Regions from separate parts of the Ovis aries genome. Here region 2 is linked to region 1. Evidence: chromatin contacts called from public Hi-C data. All regions are on one chromosome and are shown on one strand. Each heading gives the region's core, a stretch centred on a gene start, on an enhancer-like site or on the middle of the called end of the contact. The rest is flanking DNA. Distances are from core to core; before and after follow the strand shown. Region 1 holds the start of RAB4A (RAB4A, member RAS oncogene family). Region 2 holds the start of URB2 (URB2 ribosome biogenesis homolog).

What was found. A called contact is a pair of places that touch in the nucleus more often than the background predicts.
Region 2: a Hi-C map of hypothalamus shows a contact between it and region 1, with 3 times the contacts expected there. The contact joins the promoter of URB2 here to the promoter of RAB4A in region 1. A contact is called at or near these places in 3 of 16 Hi-C or Micro-C datasets (blood, hypothalamus and muscle).

The regions. Positions count from the first base shown.
Region 1 is chr25:776,850-779,889 of ARS-UI_Ramb_v3.0, forward strand. RAB4A (RAB4A, member RAS oncogene family) reads left to right here and starts at 1,492. Exons shown (of 7, transcript NM_001161863.1): 1 at 1,492-1,522. The coding sequence starts at 1,492.
Region 2 is chr25:1,132,203-1,135,242 of ARS-UI_Ramb_v3.0, forward strand. URB2 (URB2 ribosome biogenesis homolog) reads left to right here and starts at 1,427. Exons shown (of 10, transcript XM_042240854.1): 1 at 1,427-1,627. It overlaps TAF5L (TATA-box binding protein associated factor 5 like), which reads right to left and starts at 1,303. Exons shown (of 6, transcript XM_042240859.2): 1 at 1,094-1,303; 2 at 573-652.

The DNA of each region.
Region 1 (3,040 bases), core at 242-2,741:
TTGACAACAGAAGGGGATCCTGAATTCAGCTGTGCTCTTTACATCAAAATATTCAACCAACGACTCCTACCCGTAGAAAATGCACCCGCGGCTGAGCGCCGAGAGATGCTTCCTGTCCAAAGCCACATTCCCCTAAAGTGGAGTGCGGAGGGGCGACGACTACAGTTTTCTAGGGACTCTTCGGCACAGGTACATCCTGAGATTTTGTCAGCTTTCCCCAGACGCCAGCTCAGCCCCACCGGCGAGGCCCCCGCGGGTCAGGAGTGAAAGCTCCATCCCCGGCAGGTCAGCCTGCCTCCCAGCCGGCAGCGCTGGCCTCCCGCTGGACACCTGCGGCCGCCGCCGCCTAGTTACACATTCACCCCGACCCGGGTTGATCATTGCAGCTCAGAGGAAGTCCTTCGTTGGCCGAGTGCCCCAGATGACGACGGCCACGTCTTTGCGGAGGCGGCCCACCTGGCAAAGGGCGGCCTGCCTCTCCGAGGCGGGCACTCAGCCTCCTCTGTGCGGGAGCGGACCGTGATGCTCAGCCCCGGACACCCCCAGCCCCTCCCGGTCACCTCCGGGCCTGCGGGCCGCCGACGGCTCCCCACCCCTGCAGCCACCGCAGGGGCCGCCCGCCCCCGCGCGCCCCGCCCCGGCTCCGCTGCGCCCCGCCCCGGCTCCGCTGCGCCCCGCCCCGGCTCCGCTGCGCCCCGCCCCGGCTCCGCTGCGCCCCGCCCCGGCTCCGCTGCGCCCCGCCCCGGCTCCGCTGCGCCCCGCCCCGGCTCCGCTGCGCCCCGCCCCGGCTCCGCTGCGCCCCACGGCCGGCCCCGCCCCAGCCGGCCCGCGCGCGCCCCCCAGCGAGCGCCGGGTCTCCGCCCCTCCCCTCCCCGCCGCCCCGCCCCTCCCCTCCCGGCCGCCCCGCCCCTCCCCTCCCCTCCCCGCCGCCCCTCCCCTCCCCTCCCCGACGCCCCGCCCCTCCCCTCCCCGCCGCCCCTCCCCTCCCCTTCCCTCCCCGCGCGCCCCCAGCGAGCGCCGGGTCCCCGCCCCTCCCCTCCCCGACGCCCCGCCCCTCCCCTCCCCGCCGCCCCTCCCCTCCCCTCCCGGCCGCCTCTCCCCTCCCCTCCCCTCCCGGCCGCCCCTCCCTCCCCTCCCCTCCCGGCCGCCCCTCCCCTCCCCTCCCCGCCGCCCCTCCCCTCCCCTCCCCTCCCGGCCGCCCCTCCCCTCCCCTCCCCACCGCCCCTCCCCTCCCCTCCCGGCCGCCCCTCCCCTCCCCTCCCCTCCGCGCCCGGACAGCGGGGCGGGGCCGTGCGCCTGCGCGGAGCCCGCAGTCCGGCGGGGCCGCAGCAGCTGGGGGCCGGCAGTTGCCGCGGGGACCGCGGGCCCCTCCCTCCTCCGCTTCGCTGCCCCTCGCGTTCCCCACCGAGGCGCGGCCGACTCCCCGGCCTCCCTGCCGCCGGCCCGGCGGAGCCGCAGCGGCGCCCCGCGAGAGGCGGAGCCGCTCCCAAGATGTCGCAGACGGCCATGTCCGAGACCTACGGTACGGGGCGGGGGGCGCGGGCCGGGGCCGGGGGCGTGGGGACCGGGATCCCAGTGCTGGGGCGCGGCCGCCCGAGGGTAGCCCGGCTATGTGATCTGCTTCTCCGAGGGTCTGCCTGCTGCTTCTCCGCGTACTTGCCGGTAGGGTTTCCGTTTCTTGGTCTGATGTTAGTTCAGGGTTTAGGGAAGCCCATTAGAGACTGCGATGCTGTCCCCAGCGAGGGATGTGAAGGACTTGGGACGACGCCTGCAGTTGAGTGTGTTCTTCGACTCTTCCACTTTGACCTTTCCTTGCTTGAAATTCCTTCCTTTGCACGCAAATTACAAGGACTTATGGACAGGCATTTCTTCCTTCCGAGACCTTTCAAGCTGTATGGTGGCTGTTTATAAATGTATCTTTGCAAGACTATAAACACCTCGGAAGCAGAGCCTGTTCTGCTTGATCTTTGCTTCTTCTGTAGCACTCACACCCGAAGGCAGCCAGCAGACATTTTTTTTTTTAAATAAACGAAAGCCTTCCCAATTCATAATCTGTGTGTTTTTGTCCTGCGTGGTAAAAATAAACAATAGAGTACATCTCTGCTTTGTATCAAGGTTTACTAGTGTTTACCAGTCTGGAGTCACTCTGAGATTGGGCATTCTCAGATTAAGTCTGATTTTGATTTTACAGCCCCAGGGAGGGGCTCGAGTTCAAAAACATTACCTCTAGTCAAATTCGTCATGTCTTCTTCCGTGTGCCCTGGCGTGCTGCCCCTTTCTGTCAGCAGATAGGTGTGGACCGGCTTTACGGGCTGGTGTGGTTTCCAACAGTGCAAGGTACCCTCCTGCACTGTTCTGGTCTTGGCAAGCTAGTCCATTGGGGGATACAGTGTTAATCCACTTATGATACTAGTGAATATTAAAAAAAAAAAAAACCCAGGCTGGAGTTCTGAAGGAATATGGTCTCTGAAGGTATGTTAAAAAGAAATGTGACTCAGACCTGAGGCACGGAGGCATTAACTGGTCTACAAGTGCCCAGGCCCTGAGGGATCCAGGATGCCTGTAAGAGGACTGTGGCTGAGGCCCCTCAAGCACCCAGGCATTTGCTCCACCTTCAGCCACTCCTGTGCCTGGTACCTGCCTTGTTCTTGGTAACACTGGGAGCAAGACAGCTATTCCTAGAAGGTTTAGGGAGTCGGAAACCACACCCCTGGCTTGTAAGGATCAGTGTTGTCAGAGCTTCTAATGTTACTGTACTTGCCACATCCACGTGGTCTGCCTCTCTATAGAGAACCATAGTCAGATTTCCTAAAAAAAAAAAAAAAAAATCCATTTCTCCAGCAAGTGTTGGTTATGCTTTTGCTTTTTCTTTATTTTTCAAGTGCTCCTTTCCCCACGCTTTTTTTTCCCTCTCTGACCTGGAGAAGGAGCACATGGGAGCAGTGGAAAGTCCAAGTAAGAAACCAAGTGGGGTTACGAGTTAGGAGGAGGACTGAAAGATGGAGCTTTTATGTTTCATCTGTCTCATGTGAAACATGCA
Region 2 (3,040 bases), core at 177-2,676, 360 kb after region 1:
CCAAGTATAAACTTCACACATTTAGAGGCAGAAGCATCAAAATCATTCCCAAACACACTGATTTACCGTTGATGACCAAAAACAAAAAATGCTTAAGGTAAGCCCACTTTTTGGTTTTCCAGCTTAATACGGATTCGTAAGGCAGGAAATATTTATAATTCATAAAAATGCTTCACATTTAATGCAAAAAATTTACGCCCACATGGAACCTACAAAGTACTCTACCCAAAAAGTAATTGTAATAGCCGATAATTAGTATTAACAGAACACATCCTATTTGTCAGGTATTTCCATATACGTTATTCCTCTTTTGGGTATCCTTTAAAAAGTCCACTTTTAAGTTATCAGTCAATACCCCAGAAGAAACGAATGCTCATAGAGATTACAGGTAGGTACATGGTCTCCACAGAAGGCCGATGTAGACATCAAGCCCATCCACTACGAGACGCTTCCCTGAGTGTAAGGACATGGCCCGAACTCCTCTTCTGACTTCCACCCTCAAGCAGGGCTGGGACCCAGGCCGAGGTCGGCCACCGCAGTCCCCTTCCCCCCTCCCCGCAACGCTGGGTCACCTAGGAGCAGACAGTCCCCGCGCGCCGCTGCCGGCGCGGCCCGGGTCCCGCAGGCCGGCTTTCAGCTCCGAGACCTCCACCTGCAAGGTCAGAGGTCAGGGCTCAGCCGGCCGCCGCGGGGGGCCGACCCGGGGCGCCCCCGCCGCAGTGTGAAGGGCCCCACTTCCGCCGAGCCCAGGACGCCGGCTCGCTCCCCTGCGGCTCCCCGCCCACGCCTCGCCCCGGCGCTCCGCGGCCTCGGCGCTCCGCGGCGCACAGCCCGCAGCCGGCTGTCAGGGGTGCGGCCGCCTCGAGGGCGCCCTCGCAGGTGGGGGCCGCCGCGCTCGTCAGCGTCCTCCCCGCCACCATGTGCCGAGTTTCAGCCCGACTTTGGCCTAGAGACACTCCTCTAGCTTAGACGCCCGGGAGCGCCGGCCCGCGCTCCGGGCCTCCGGGCGGGGCCGCCGCCCGCAGCCACGCCGGCCCGCCCCGCCCCCACTGCCTAGGCCGCGCCGCCACCCGCGCCCGCCGCCCGCACTCACTGAACATCCCAGGCGGCTCCCGCTCCCCCCGCCGCCGCTGCCGCCGGGGTCGCCCCGCGTCCGCCTCCGTCGCCTTCGCGGCAGGCTCGCTATCCGCGGCCGGCTCAGCCGGACCCCCGAGCCCCGAGCCCCGCCGCCCCCGCGGCGGCTCTGGGCGGCCGCCCCATGACTGACTAACGCGGAGCCGCCGCGGGCTGGGCCGGGCCGCTCGGGCCTCGACGCGCAGCTGTCTCCGCCAATGGGCGCGGCGCCTCGGCGCTCGGCTGGCGATGCCTGGCGCGCGCGCCGCCCCGCCCCCGCGCTCCTTCCGCCCCTCCCAGCGCCGCGCCGCCCAAACCCGGGCGGCTGGCTTTGGGCGGAAGGAGCGAGGCCCTCACGTGGTAGCTCCGGAGTCGCTCCCGTTGTTGCTGTCAGGCCCCGCGAGGTCCGGGACTGACCGCCGGGAGAGCTCCCGACTCGGGGACTGACCTCCGACCAGTCCGCTGCGCCTCACGGCGGGGCCTGCGTGAGTTCCTCACCTGGGGTTGCCGGCAGGTGAGTCCCCTCCCGGCCGGCCTTCCGCCCCGATCGCGGCTCCTGCCAGGTGACCACGTCCCTCCAGGTGAGCTCCCCACCAAGGCCCGGTCCTCCCCGCTGGTCGCTCCTCCGGCGTCCTCTCGCCTGCCTCCTGGCTGTTAGCTTCCTTGAGCTCCTCAGGGTTCCGGCGTGTGAACGCGCAAGACGGACGCGGCTTTGCTGTCCTCGCGGGTTTGTGGTCCTCAACCCGACTTCCCACGCGCGTTCGCAGAGATCGTTGAGGTCACCGGGAGCCCAAGGTTGGCAGGTCTAGGAGAGTTGTCTGGGGCGTCTTTGTAGCCAGTTCTTCAGACGCTTTTTAAGTACTTGGTAGCTGTCGTGATGGTCGACATTGAATTTCACAGTTAAGTTAGTAACTGTTGGATGTATATTGGATGTTTTGACACACGGCAGACTGACATCTTTTGACTGTTCTGGTCTCTGTAACAGAGGAATAGTATCATTCCTTATTCCCTTGTAAAATTGCCTATAGAGAATTAATTCTGAAGGTAGGTCTGGAGAATTTCGGACCCCTTAGATTAAAGAAATCCAGTGATCCAGCTCTCAGTAGATCAAACTCTTTTCGTTTGAGAGTATTTAAAATAGAATCTTGAGGCCGCGATTTTGCCTCCATATTTCACTGGTCCTATTTGGTTGCTGTTTGCAGTGCTGTGGTCCGTCCTTCAGTCGTTTCCGACTCTTTGTGACTCTGTGGACTGTGGCCCACCAGCTTCCTCTGTCCACGGGGTTCTCCAGGCAAGAATACTGAAGTGTGTTGCCATGCCCTTCTCCAGGGGATCTTCTGGACCTGGGGATGGACTTGCATCTCTGTGTCTCCTACATTGCAGGCATATTCTTTATCCACTGAGCCACCTGGGATCTCTATTTCAGTATTAAGTACCATGAAAACCTTTCTCCTTTGAGGAGCTGACTTGTTTACTTTAATAGAATGAGAATGATTTAATCTGATGTTTTCCATTTTTACTATGACTTTTAGGAAACTCAAAGCTACATTTATCTCAGTTTTATAGGATTATAAGTGGTTGGTATGTTTGTATTGGTGCTTTAGTCATAATTTTTTTTGTATTGTATTTTTCCAACATTAATTGTTTAACTGTATTCTGTAGAGTCTTTAGAAGCAGTGTATTTTGGTAAATTAATGAAGTTACTGTTGCAGCTGAAATAAGTCTTTCTGTTGGGACTGGGTTTATACTTTATTTCTTTTGAACTTGGAGAAATATTACCATTTCCAAATACTGCTTATCTTTTTAAACTGTTTAGTGGAGTGGATCCTAATACATACTCTACAGTATGTATGTATTAGGACATTTTTGCTGTAACAACCCTTTCAATCTAAAGCCATGTGTGAAAATAAAGTAATTTGAGTGTTCT